Regions from separate parts of the Mus musculus genome. Here regions 1, 2 and 4 are each linked to region 3. Evidence: chromatin contacts called from public Hi-C and promoter capture Hi-C data. All regions are on one chromosome and are shown on one strand. The core of a region is the stretch at or near the end of the contact, and the rest is flanking DNA. Distances in the headings are between cores, read along the strand shown. Region 1 has its middle 82 kb from the start of Far2. Region 2 holds the start of Far2 (fatty acyl CoA reductase 2). Region 3 holds the start of Ppfibp1 (PTPRF interacting protein, binding protein 1 (liprin beta 1)). Region 4 holds the start of Rassf8 (Ras association (RalGDS/AF-6) domain family (N-terminal) member 8).

What was found. Promoter capture Hi-C pulls out the DNA fragments that hold promoters and counts their contacts. Hi-C and Micro-C count contacts between places; a contact is called where the count stands out from the background.
Region 1: a contact with region 3 is called in a Hi-C map of adipose-derived mesenchymal stem cells, with 5 times the contacts expected there. The contact joins the enhancer-like site here to the promoter of Ppfibp1 in region 3. A contact is called at or near these places in 3 of 39 promoter capture datasets (cranial neural crest, frontonasal cranial neural crest and hippocampal neurons), 1 of 484 Hi-C or Micro-C datasets (adipose-derived mesenchymal stem cells) and 3 of 115 datasets of contacts at active chromatin or transcription factors (embryonic limb bud, embryonic stem cells and forebrain).
Region 2: a promoter capture Hi-C map of hippocampal neurons shows a contact between it and region 3, with 4 times the contacts expected there. The contact joins the promoter of Far2 here to the promoter of Ppfibp1 in region 3. A contact is called at or near these places in 3 of 39 promoter capture datasets (cranial neural crest, hippocampal neurons and stem cell-derived epiblast-like cells) and 1 of 115 datasets of contacts at active chromatin or transcription factors (stem cell-derived neural progenitor cells).
Region 4: a promoter capture Hi-C map of pre-B cells shows a contact between it and region 3, with 2.6 times the contacts expected there. The contact joins the promoter of Rassf8 here to the promoter of Ppfibp1 in region 3. A contact is called at or near these places in 1 of 39 promoter capture datasets (pre-B cells), 2 of 484 Hi-C or Micro-C datasets (both in embryonic stem cells) and 1 of 9 other capture datasets (liver).

What each region holds. Positions count from the first base shown.
Region 1 is chr6:147,963,594-147,966,293 of GRCm38.p6, forward strand. No RefSeq gene overlaps it. Among named protein-coding and RNA genes, the nearest start is that of Far2, 82 kb to the right of the region's middle. Within about 2 kb of position 1,343, at least 21 of the 459 cell types and tissues checked have an H3K27ac peak or open chromatin away from gene starts, as enhancers often do. A contact at or near this core is called in adipose-derived mesenchymal stem cells, where this site is marked.
Region 2 is chr6:148,046,050-148,048,749 of GRCm38.p6, forward strand. Far2 (fatty acyl CoA reductase 2) reads left to right here and starts at 1,367. Exons shown (of 12, transcript NM_001347516.1): 1 at 1,367-1,463.
Region 3 is chr6:146,887,121-146,889,820 of GRCm38.p6, forward strand. It overlaps Ppfibp1 (PTPRF interacting protein, binding protein 1 (liprin beta 1)), which reads left to right and starts at 1,374. Exons shown (of 31, transcript NM_001355728.1): 1 at 1,374-1,563.
Region 4 is chr6:145,745,401-145,748,100 of GRCm38.p6, forward strand. Rassf8 (Ras association (RalGDS/AF-6) domain family (N-terminal) member 8) reads left to right here and starts at 1,387. Exons shown (of 5, transcript NM_027760.3): 1 at 1,387-1,566. Gm15704 (a long non-coding RNA gene) reads right to left here. Exons shown (of 4, transcript XR_869590.3): 1 at 1,628-2,700; 2 at 420-634; 3 at 49-237.

The DNA of each region.
Region 1 (2,700 bases), core at 93-2,592, 1.1 Mb after region 3:
TTCTTAATGTCTATTTGTCTCATGAATGCTGCTGGTGGCCACCGAATTCCTCCACTCTTTTAGTAATGATGATGTAATGATGATACCCATGACCATGCCTCTGACACCTTGAATCTACATGTTTAGGTTTCCCTTGACTAGGTCCATCTCCTTCTTAGACTACATATTTATTGGGATCTAGAACTACACTTTTTTTTTTCAGTGTTTTTCAAATAACATTTAACAAAGGTTTTGCATAAAAGAAGAGGTCCATGGCATTAGAGCTCACACTTCAGCAAGGTCCAAGTAAAAGCTGTTGCTGTTTGCATAAAGAATGGTTTGCAAGATTCCCAGCCAGTCATTCCATGATTAAACTGTCCTAAGGGAATGAATGCTACCTGGTAAAAACTCCCATTGGTTCCCACAGGCATTACTCTGGGCAAAAGAAAGCAGAGGTGTGTTGTATAATTCCTTGTTAAAATGTCATAAAGAGGTGGAATTAGCCCATGGTGAGAGGTCAGAACAGTGGCTGTAGTTTTGGGTTATTACAGGTGAGGTAATGTTCCAAGCCTCAGCTGCCAAAATGACCTATGAATAGGTTTAAGCCATGGTGAATTTTCTATTTGTTAGAGCTTGCTTGTGTAATTACGCAAATGAAAACTATATAATATAATTAGCTGTCTCTTAAATCTCTCTTAATCTGAAAGTCCTCAGTCCATCTCTGACCTTGGAATTTTTTGTTGAAGGGAGTTGATTGTCCTGTGGTTTTCCCACAGTCTGGGTTTTATTGATTACATCGCCCTGGTATGAGTAACACGTTCTCTGGCCTGGATTCCATGAAACCTGTTTGGTCCAAATGTATGATCCAATCAGGCCAGGTTTTTTGTTGTTGTTTTGTTTTTGTTTTTGTTTTTGTTTTTGTGGGCAACACAGAAGATGTATAATCTTTCAGGAGTTGCACAGTTTATGTGTGTGTATGTGTGTGTGTGTGTGTGAATGTTTCTCTGTGTGTACTCTTATGCATGTGCTTGTGTTTGTGCACATGGATGTATATGCATGTATCTGTGCACATGTGTGGAAGCCAGAGGCCAATGTCAACTGTCTTTCTCAATCACTAGTCTCCATCTTTTTTCAGACTGGGTGTCTCACTGAACCAGGAGCTCATCCATTCATTAGACTAGCTGGTCAATGAGCACCAGGGATCTGCTTGCCTCTGCCTGTCCATGCTGAGATCACACAGTCACGCCCAGATCTCTGCTTGGGAATTGAATTCAGATCCTTATGCTTTTGTAGCAACTGCTTACCAACCGAGCCATTTCCCCAGATCCAAGGGTGACATACTTAGTGCTTCCCTTTGCATGAGTCAGCATGGGTTGCTCATCGGAAACTATTCCCATGAGTTGCTGGGAATGTGAAATGAAGACGTTTTATTATTCTTACTTTGTTAAGAAAGCTTCTGAACTTTCAAAGAAGACCTTGTTTTATTTTTATCTTTTGATTCCATTGGTGAATGTTCATATATATTCCCCACCTCAGGACTGGTCAGACTCTGGACAGATGCAGATTATACACGCTCAGTCTCTTGATTCATTCCTTCTATGCCGAGTATACATCCCCTCACAAGTCCATGTGTATAGTTTTAACCACAGACAATGAGGTCTTATTTGGCATCCTCCCTAGGCTAGATCACACCCAAGGCACTACAGTCTCCGAAGAGAGTGCCAGTCAGAGACCCTGGCCCAAGTCTTCACACAAATGAGTACCTCCAGATTGGTGTTTTCCTCTTCAAAATACTTATGTTACTCTCCTTCCTGTTGCTATGACAGCATACAACAGAGTAGGTAATTTGTACTGAAAATTCTACTTGGTTATTCTGGAGGCTTGGAATATCCAAGGTGTGGTAGCTGTACATGGTAAGGGATTTCTGTCCTGGGGGGCAGAGGTCAGAGGGCATCATGTGGCAAGAGAGGCCACATGATCAAAAGGCATCCTACAGTCAGAGGGTATAATATAGTCAGAGGGTATCTTGTGGTCATAGGACAATAATGCACATAAGAAAAGTTCATGTGTCTATCAAAGCTACTCTCATGAGAACTAACCCCATCCCTCAAGATTTTAAGCCACTTCTGAAGGCCTTGTGATGTACTCACCTCTACTTAGACCTGACCTCTGATGATACTTCAGTGGGTCTTGAAGGCACAGCATATGAGATGTAGTTATTTACTTGTTTGTTCGTTTCCATTTTCTTGTTTCTTACTTGGCCACATGATGTACTCATCCATCTAGAACTACAGCCCTAAAAGAATCTTCTTCCTTTGGTTGACTTTGTCATATCTTATCATAGCAACAGAAAACTAAGACACAGGTGGTTGTAGGCTGCCCCACACTGAAGCTGAATAGCACTAGGGGTTTTTTTTCCTCCAATTTTTTATTAGGTATTTACTTCATTTACATCTCAAATGCTATCCTGAAAGGCACTAGGGTTCTCTACAGGAGCAGACAGTGTTCTTGACCTTTGAGCCACCACTCGAGACCCAAGGTTTGGTTTGGTTTGGTTTGGTTTGGTTTGAGACAGTGTCTCAAGCTCAAGCTTGTCTCAAACTTGCTGTGTAATTGAAGATGGTCTTTGATACATGATCCTCCTGCCTCCACCTCCCAAATGTTGAGATGGCAGGCATTCATTACCATGCTTGGTTCATGCTGTGTTGGGAATCAAACGAA
Region 2 (2,700 bases), core at 117-2,616, 1.2 Mb after region 3:
CAGAACTACATTCTCAGCCCTATTTTTAATTTTTGAGTTGGGATCTTCATATTTTTAACCAAGCTGCTCTTGAACTTTCCAGGTAGCCCCCAGGGAGGCCTTGAACTTGCCACCCTCTTGGCCTAGCATACTGAAGAGCTGGGGTTGCAAGTGAAAGATTTCTATATCTTGTTACCATCATTTTCCTGGATCATTTCAAGTATACTCACAGAATTTGGGTCTGAGGACACATTCAGATATTTTCTCCAGTGGAGTGTGTGTGTGTGTAACTGCATGTTTGTCAAGTCCTGTTCTCTTCTCTTGCTTTTACATAGCCACCTATGTAAGACTATCTCTGGTTTACACTTCCCTTAACATACTTAATTAAACAGAGTCCAGAATCAGCAAATTCAAGAGAAGTGTGAGATTTTTTAATGGATGGAGTTCCTTGTTTCATTAATTTCAACTTTTCACGATTCAAAGTTGGTGTTTTTGTGTGCATATCACCTGTCATAATGAGATTCAGAATAATTTTGGGGCCATATTCCTTCCCACTTTCCTTAACTGACTATAAATTTGGAAGACTATCTTCCACATTGTGCAGAGAACTGAGGTGGGCGTTGGCCAGGTTTCCTCTCTGGTTGGGGGGAAATTTGCTCTCCCGCGGTCCATCATTCTATGACTTCCTGGCAGCTGGAGGGTTTCTGTCTAAAATTTACCAATAACTAAATATAAATAAAATAAAATTGTTAAAGCTACCAAGAGATGAAAGAAAGCGTTTCCTGGGGAAGTCCCAGAGATTTCCTCTGCCTGTTTCTCCCCTAGCATCCATGGTCTCTGCGCATCAGATAGCAAGAATCAGGTTTCTGCTCTCCACACCTCAAACCTCCCTGTTGCCTGCCCCCTCCCATCCCCCCAAAACACACACCTGCCACCCCTTGACTGTTTAAAAGCCCTTGAGCTGGCGCATCCCTGCCGAGCTCCTCTGCAGCTTCCATCCACCTGGCGTGTGGTGCGGAAGAGATGGATAAATGGGATCTGGAGTGCATTTTGCCAGTGCAATAGGAAGTGATCGCTCCTGCAATGAATCAAATCAGACTCTTTCTCTCTCTTCCCCTCCCTCCTTCCTTTGCTTTTCCAGACAGGGCGCCATCCCAGCTAACTTTCCCCTCACCCAACAATGCACACCAAGGGGGAACACACCCGAAGCCCAGGCGATGCCATCCTCGGGGCCTGTGCGTCCGAGGCCCCGGCACTCCTCCCGCCCTGGCAGAGGCCTCGGCTGGGCGCCCAGCAGCGACCAGGAAGGTCGGAGGGAGGGTGCGCTCCTCCCGCCCCACACCCAGTTTCTGAGCCGGATATATAGAGAGTCACGTTTGGGAGCCGGGAGAGCAGAGGCGCGGTTCAGAAAAGCTCGAGTGCCTCCTTCATCTCCGGGAGGACCGTGACCACCAGCCGGCAAGTCAACCGCACTGAAGCAGCAGGTACCACAAGGAAGAGAGCGGGGCGGGGAGGCCAGAAGGTTAGGCTAGGGGGACCTGAGGACTGTGGCTGTAAAGCAGGCAGGCACTAGGAGAAAAGCGGTGGCCCTGCCTCGCGTCCCTGGCCACTCACAGTCCTCCAGAGTCCTGTAGGCTCTAGGTATCTCTGAGTCTGCTAGGTGAGATGCACAGCCATTGGAAAACTGGGAAGGGCTGAGCAAGGTGAACATGGGAACCTCTCAGTAGTAACTGGGGACCAAGGTACAGGGGTATCTGGCTGGTCCCACCCAAGCCTTCCTAGTTCAGGAGCTACTCCTAGAGACAGCATATATTTCCAGGCCACATGTACAATGCTCCCTTTTCATGTCCTCCCTTACCCACTAGCTCACCTCAGGCTGTGAGTATCCAGACCCTTACTTAGAGATTCTTCAGGGTCATAAACCCCAGGGTGAAGTAGGCTTCAGTGACCAAATAGGTCTGTCCCTGATCAGAAGTTTCTGACTTCCTCCAGTGACTTGGGCATCATGAAGAGAACAAGAGGGGTAGGTGTCAGGGCCTCCAGCTAGGACAGGTGGCTTAAGGAAGGCTGTTCACACACCTCTGGGGGTGAGATTGCAGTCAGTATAATTTATGCCCATCCTAAGAATGCCTTGCCCCTGTCAGGCTCCTGACCCCAGTCTCCTTCCTGTCTCCTTTTGGGGTAAGATAATGAACACTTTTTGTTCCATACATTATTTACCTACTGTTGAGCTATCGTGATTATTATCTCTTTATCTGTAAGACTCTGGCTACCTTTTGAGTCATGCCGAGTGAATGCTCCATCGTTTGTGAGCAAGGAACCAAGTGAGCAGGAAACTCAATAGGGTTGTGTGCTTCTGCTTGTTTGTGGCCGTCTCCAGAGTTTGACATTGCAAATGGAAGTGTAAGACTCAGCCTGTAGCCCCACAGTTTGTCTCTCTGCTTCTCCATCTATGTGATCTGGAGAGTTGACTTGGGGTCATAGTTATTCTAAGTCATAAAATAGGGCAAAGAGATTAAATAAATTTTAAGGCGTCTTATAAACTGCACAGGTATTCATTTCAGCAAACTTCACATCTTGGACTTTGGCAGTGTCTAGAGATAACCAAGAGGTTTCTCCTGACCAAACTTCAAGGACAGTGATTTCGTTCATAGTGTTTCTAAAGACCTGTGTCTTACTCTTTATTTCCTTTATTCTAAGGGCATCTTCCACTCCTATCTC
Region 3 (2,700 bases), core at 124-2,623:
TTCCGTTCCCCAGGGTGGTGGCAGCGGCGGCGGTGGGGGCTGGGGAGGCTCATAGCCAACAAAAAGCTAACAGAAACTAATCATATTCTGTATCCATAAAGCTGCTTTTCATTATTCAGTTCAGTTCTGGGTCTGACAGGGGAAACTGAAAGAAGGGCTCCTGAGAATCTCCCTGACTTTGCAGCCAAGAGGATTACACAGCTGATATCCACCAGAGGGTAAATAGTAGTTAATTCTTAATTGTTAGCTCAGTCACTGCAATTGGTTCAACAGTAATTATTATCATGTGGTTTGAACTCAGTTGTGAGGGTTCTCCCTTTTCAGTTGTGCATCAAAACAGAAGCCTTATGGGACTTAAAAAGTTCAGCATAGGGCCTGAAGAGATGGCCAAACAGTTAACCTCTTCTGCTCTTTTTGCAGAAACACTTGAGTTCAGCCCACAGCCCCTATCTCACAACTGGGAGAATTCAATGCTTCTAGCCTCCATGGGTACACACACATACTACACATAATTAAACAAAATAACAAAAATAGCTGGGTGTGGTGGTACACATCTTTGATTTGAATAGTTTGAGGCGGAGGCAGGCAGATAGCTGTTCAAGACCAGTCTGGTCCACACACAGTTTCACGACAGGACAAACAACAACAACAAACTCCAACAAAAATAATAATAAAAAATCTTTAAAAAGCAGGTTATTGCTGAGTGTGGGCCTGTAACCTCAGCTATTAGGAAGGCTAAGGTAAAAAGATAACAATTTGAAGACCAGCCTTGATATGTGTCACAGCGGGGGGGGGGAGAGGGGGGGAAAACCTCGAAAAAATATAAATAGTAAAACATTTACCCCCTCCCTCTGGAGAGTTCATTTTATTTCTCTGGAAGCTTGCGTGTCTTTTTATTTTTATTTTTGTCTCGTTACTAAATGCAAAAGCAGCCACGTGGTTGAGCGCCGCTAGATGACCACGCGGAACTAGGGTGGCCACCTCTGGGATCCTCGTCCGCTCAGTCTCTGTAAGTCCTCAGTTTCCCCTCCGGGGCCTTTTACTTTATCCGCGGGGCTCCCCGCCCGCCACGTCCGCTCGGTCCGCGACACAGAGGCGTTCTTTCGGGATGAGCGTCGCTTCTGACCCGGGAAGAGCTGCGAGCGACCGCCCGGCTCAGCGCAGCCCTTTATCCGCGCCCTACGGACCGCAGCGGACCGGGCGCGCTCCCCACCGACGCCCACTCCCAGCTCCGCTGGGCTCGGCCAGGAATGTGGGAGACCAGGCGCCGCCTCGGAGTGACCGCGCGCCCGGCCAATCAGCGGGCCGCAAGCGCGAGGCCCCGCCCCCTCCGCCCCTGGGGCTGGTTCCCGCCGGGGGAGGGGCGGGGCGGTGGGACGAGGAGGACCGAGGGGAGGCGGCACCTGGGCGGCGGTGATGTCAGCCGGGCGCTGTGCTCCGGCCCCGGCTCCTGTCGCCGTGTAGGGCGCGGGGGCGGCCGCGTCGAGAGTGGCGATCTGGCAGCCGGGCGGGTCCCGGGAGGCGGAACTGCAACTTGTGGAGCTCGGCGGCCCTCCGCCTCAGGTAAGCCAGCCGCGGGCGGTTCCTTCTGCGACCCGCGCCCGCGTTCTCGGGGATCTCTAGTGAGTGGGGGGCAGCAGCTTCGGGGTGACAGGAAGGGCTCGTCTGGGTCCTCGGTTCCCTCACCCGGACTCCCCACAGCACAGAACTCCAGTCAGGGAAGTGTGCTCGGACTCCCCCAGAGACTCCAGTCAGGGAAGTGTGCTCCCAGCTCACACCCAGACTCCCCTCCACAGACTCCAGTCAGGGAAGTGTGCTCCCAGCTCACACCCGGTCTCTCCTTCACACCACAGTCTCCAGTCAGGGAGATGTGCTCCCAGTTCACACCCGGTCTACCCCCCCCAGCACCCCCCCCCCCAGACTCCAGTTAGGGAAGTGTGTTCCCAGCTCACATCCAGACTTCCCTCCACAGCCTGCAGCCAGGGAAGTGTGCTCCCAGCTCACACCCGGACTCCCCGACCCCTTACACACCCACAGTCTCCAGCCAGGGTAGTATAAGCCCATCTCATACTCGTCCCCTCACCATACCATAGACTCTGAATCACAGAACTCCAATCAGTGAAGTGTGCTGGGACCCCACGCCTCAGAATCCCCACCACACCACAGCCTCCAGTCAGAGAAGTGTGCTTCCAGCTCACTCCTGGACTCCCCACCACACCACAGACTCCAGTCAGGGAAATGTGCTGGGACCCGAACACCCCAGAATCCTAGTACCATGGAACTCTAGTCAGGGACATGCGCACAGTTTTACACAGTGGGTATCTCACCACGCCACAGACTCATTCAGGACAGTGTGAGCCCATTTCACACTTGTCCTCCCACCACACCATAGACTCTGATACCACAGAACTCCAATTACAGAAGTGTTCTGGGACCCTACACCCCAGAGTCTCCACCACACCACAGACTTCAGTTAGGGAATTTTCGTGGGACCCCACACCCCGGAACTACTCCAATAATACCATACGCTCCATTCAGGGAACTGCAATGGGACCCAGACTCCCTGTAATATACCCCAGATTCCAGTCAGGGGACTGTGGTGGAACCCCAGAATCCCTATATAATACTGCAGAGCCACGCCACACATTTGGAAAGTGTGCTCAGACCCTGAATCTCGGTTTCCTCATATTACAAGAGAAT
Region 4 (2,700 bases), core at 137-2,636, 1.1 Mb before region 3:
GCATTTTTTGAATCTGAGCCCAGTTCTTTCTAAACTTTTGTTACTCACCTCTGATTCATTTGCCTTTTTTCCCCTCGTTGTCTGTTGCCTCTATCATGGCCTGCTGCTCAGGGAGGTGGGGGTGCTGTTGCTGAATCACAGCTACTCAGGAAAAGCAATCCAAACTATGCCTTGGAGAATGCTCGACTTAGACTTCTTTCTCTTTTTTGACAGTCCCATTCTGTAGCCCAGGATGCCCTGGAACCAAAGAATGTAGCCCAGGCTGTTCTTGAATTTCTGGCAAAATTCCTGCCTCTCTCTCTCTCTCTCTCTCTCTCTCTCTCTCTCTCTCTCTCTCTGTGTGTGTGTGTGTGTGTAATAATATATGATTCACTCTTTGAGGTCTGATACTGCTTGTTGCTAGGGTAACATATACTGACCTCGAACTTGTGACAATCCTCTTTCCAGTGATCCCAACTCTTTTAAAACCTTTGTTACATTCGATTCATTCACTTCATTTTTTTTTTTTTTTAATCTCTCCTCACTTGCAACGGTCATCACTGGTTGCTGCGGTGGACATCAATTCACAGTTATTCTACAGGAAAAGCCATTCAAACCAGTCCTTGGAAAGGCTGGGCCGTTTCTCCCTTCTTTCCTGTCAGCAGACGCAGAGCGGTCAGCTGCAAGGTCTCACTGGCCTGGCGACCCCAAGCCTGCGAGCGACTGGAGGAAATGTTTAACCTCAGCCAGGCTCCGGCCCACCGGCCTCAGCGCCTCCCACAAAGCCGCACCGCGCTGTCCCGAACCTTGTCTGCAGGCGGGGCCGCCGCTGTAACCCGAGCTGGTGAGGGGTATAACACTGCTCCTCTCTCCAGCGCCGCGACCAGAAAAGGGGCGGAGCCTCTGGCTCTTGGCCCTCCTCCCTGGCCCTCGGCCCGCCCCCCTCTCAGCCCTGCATCCAGCTCTCTCCAGCTCTGCACCCTGCTCTCCCTTGCCCACCTGCAATCACGGCCCTCGGCCCCGCCTCCTCGGCCCTCCGCCCCTCCCTCCCTGGCCCTTGGCTCCGCCTCCTAGGCCTCCGCTCCGCCCTCCCGGGCCGTTCGCCCTGCCTCTTTGGCCCTCCGCCCCTCCCTCCCTGGCCCTTGGCCCCGCCTCCTCGGCCTCCGCCCCACCCGCCCAGGCCCTCCGCCCCGCCTCCTCGGCCCCCCACCACACTTCCCAGACCTCGTCCTCCCTGCCCCGGCGCGGCCTCCCCGGCTGGCTCGCTCTCGCGGCGGCCCTCATCCCGCCCCTGTGCGGGGCTCCGCGGCCCTATCGGTCCCGCCCTCCTTCCTCCGCCCTTCCTCCTCTGCGCCGCTGCGCACCGCCCTCCCTGCCGGGCCAGGCCGGCGTGCGCCCTCCCCGCGCGTCTCTCTGCCGGCTCAGCCCTCCGCGCGCCGCCCTGCGGCCCGGCCTCCTCAGCCCCGGCCCGCCGCTCGCCCTCCGCCGCCGCCGGCCGCGGCCGTCTCAGCCGCCGCCTCAGCCTGGGCGGGCCGGGCCTCCGCCGAGGGCCGTGCACCGGGACTACGAGGACGGGCTGCGAGCGCAGTAAGTACAACTTTCCCGGCCCGCGCCCCCCGCGGCGCCGCTGTCACCCTCGCGCCCTCACCTCGCCTCCCGAAAGTTGGCCCTGCCCGGGGTCGCCTCCTTCCCGGTGTCCTTGGCGAGCGACTTTAGAGGCCACTTTTGTGGGCGAGGGGAATGCGCGGTCGGCCCTCTCCCTCTCCAGATGGAAATCGGATGCTCGCCTGGAGGGAGAGCTTCCCCTCTGGAAAAGGAAAAGTGGCGGTTGGAAGGCTTCTGCATTTTGTCTGAACCGTAGCCGCCCTGCCTCCCCGGTGGCCAGCCCCTCCGGGGAAGCGAGTCGCCCAGAGGCGGCTTGCAAAGTTGGCTGCGTCCTGCACCCTGGAAACTTGCAGAGGGCAATCATAGGAGGCTCAACTTTAAGGGTCGGGGGCTTGGCGTGCGAGGCCGCTGCGGCCCGGTGGTGGGCGGCGGAGACCAGCTAGGGGCTGGGTTGCTCATTTCAGCATCGCCGAGCTGCCCGGGGTTGCGGAACCACTACTTTCCCAGCATCGAACAGCATCAAGGGCTCAAGCCCTTGGATCCTAGGTAGGGTTTAATCGCAGTCAGTTCTGGTCCTAATCTTTGGAGGCACAGAAGGAAATATGCAGGACACGTTTCCTAGCCTACTCCAGCTTGTCAGGTCAGCTCTGCCAACACATCAAAGCCTTGCGTTAAGGAGAAAAAAAAAAAAAATCCCTCCAACCCGCTGACAGCAGGGACGAACACTTAGATACCTAACTGTAGATTGGTGCTCAGCCATTTTTCATGAGACACGTTTTGTCCCAGGGAAGTATATTAAATATGTGGTGATCTCTGCGTTTCTGCCCAGTTTTGGGATGTGTATGTGTGTGTGTGTGTGTGTGTGTATGTGTATGTGTGTGGGGGTGTAGGTAGTTTTTCTTTCTTCTTTAAAAGTCTTTAATCTGTGGTTGCCAGGGGTTGTGATCGTACCTTGGAGGCACAGAAAACCGGCACCTTTCCTGTTTTGTTTTTTAAACCCAAAAACCTGTTCTTTGCTGGAGGCAATCGGGAATGTCAGCCCACTGCAGGGTGGGGGTGGGGGTGGGGTGCTGATAAACCCAGGAATCAGGGCTCCGGACAACTGCGCTAGCAGTT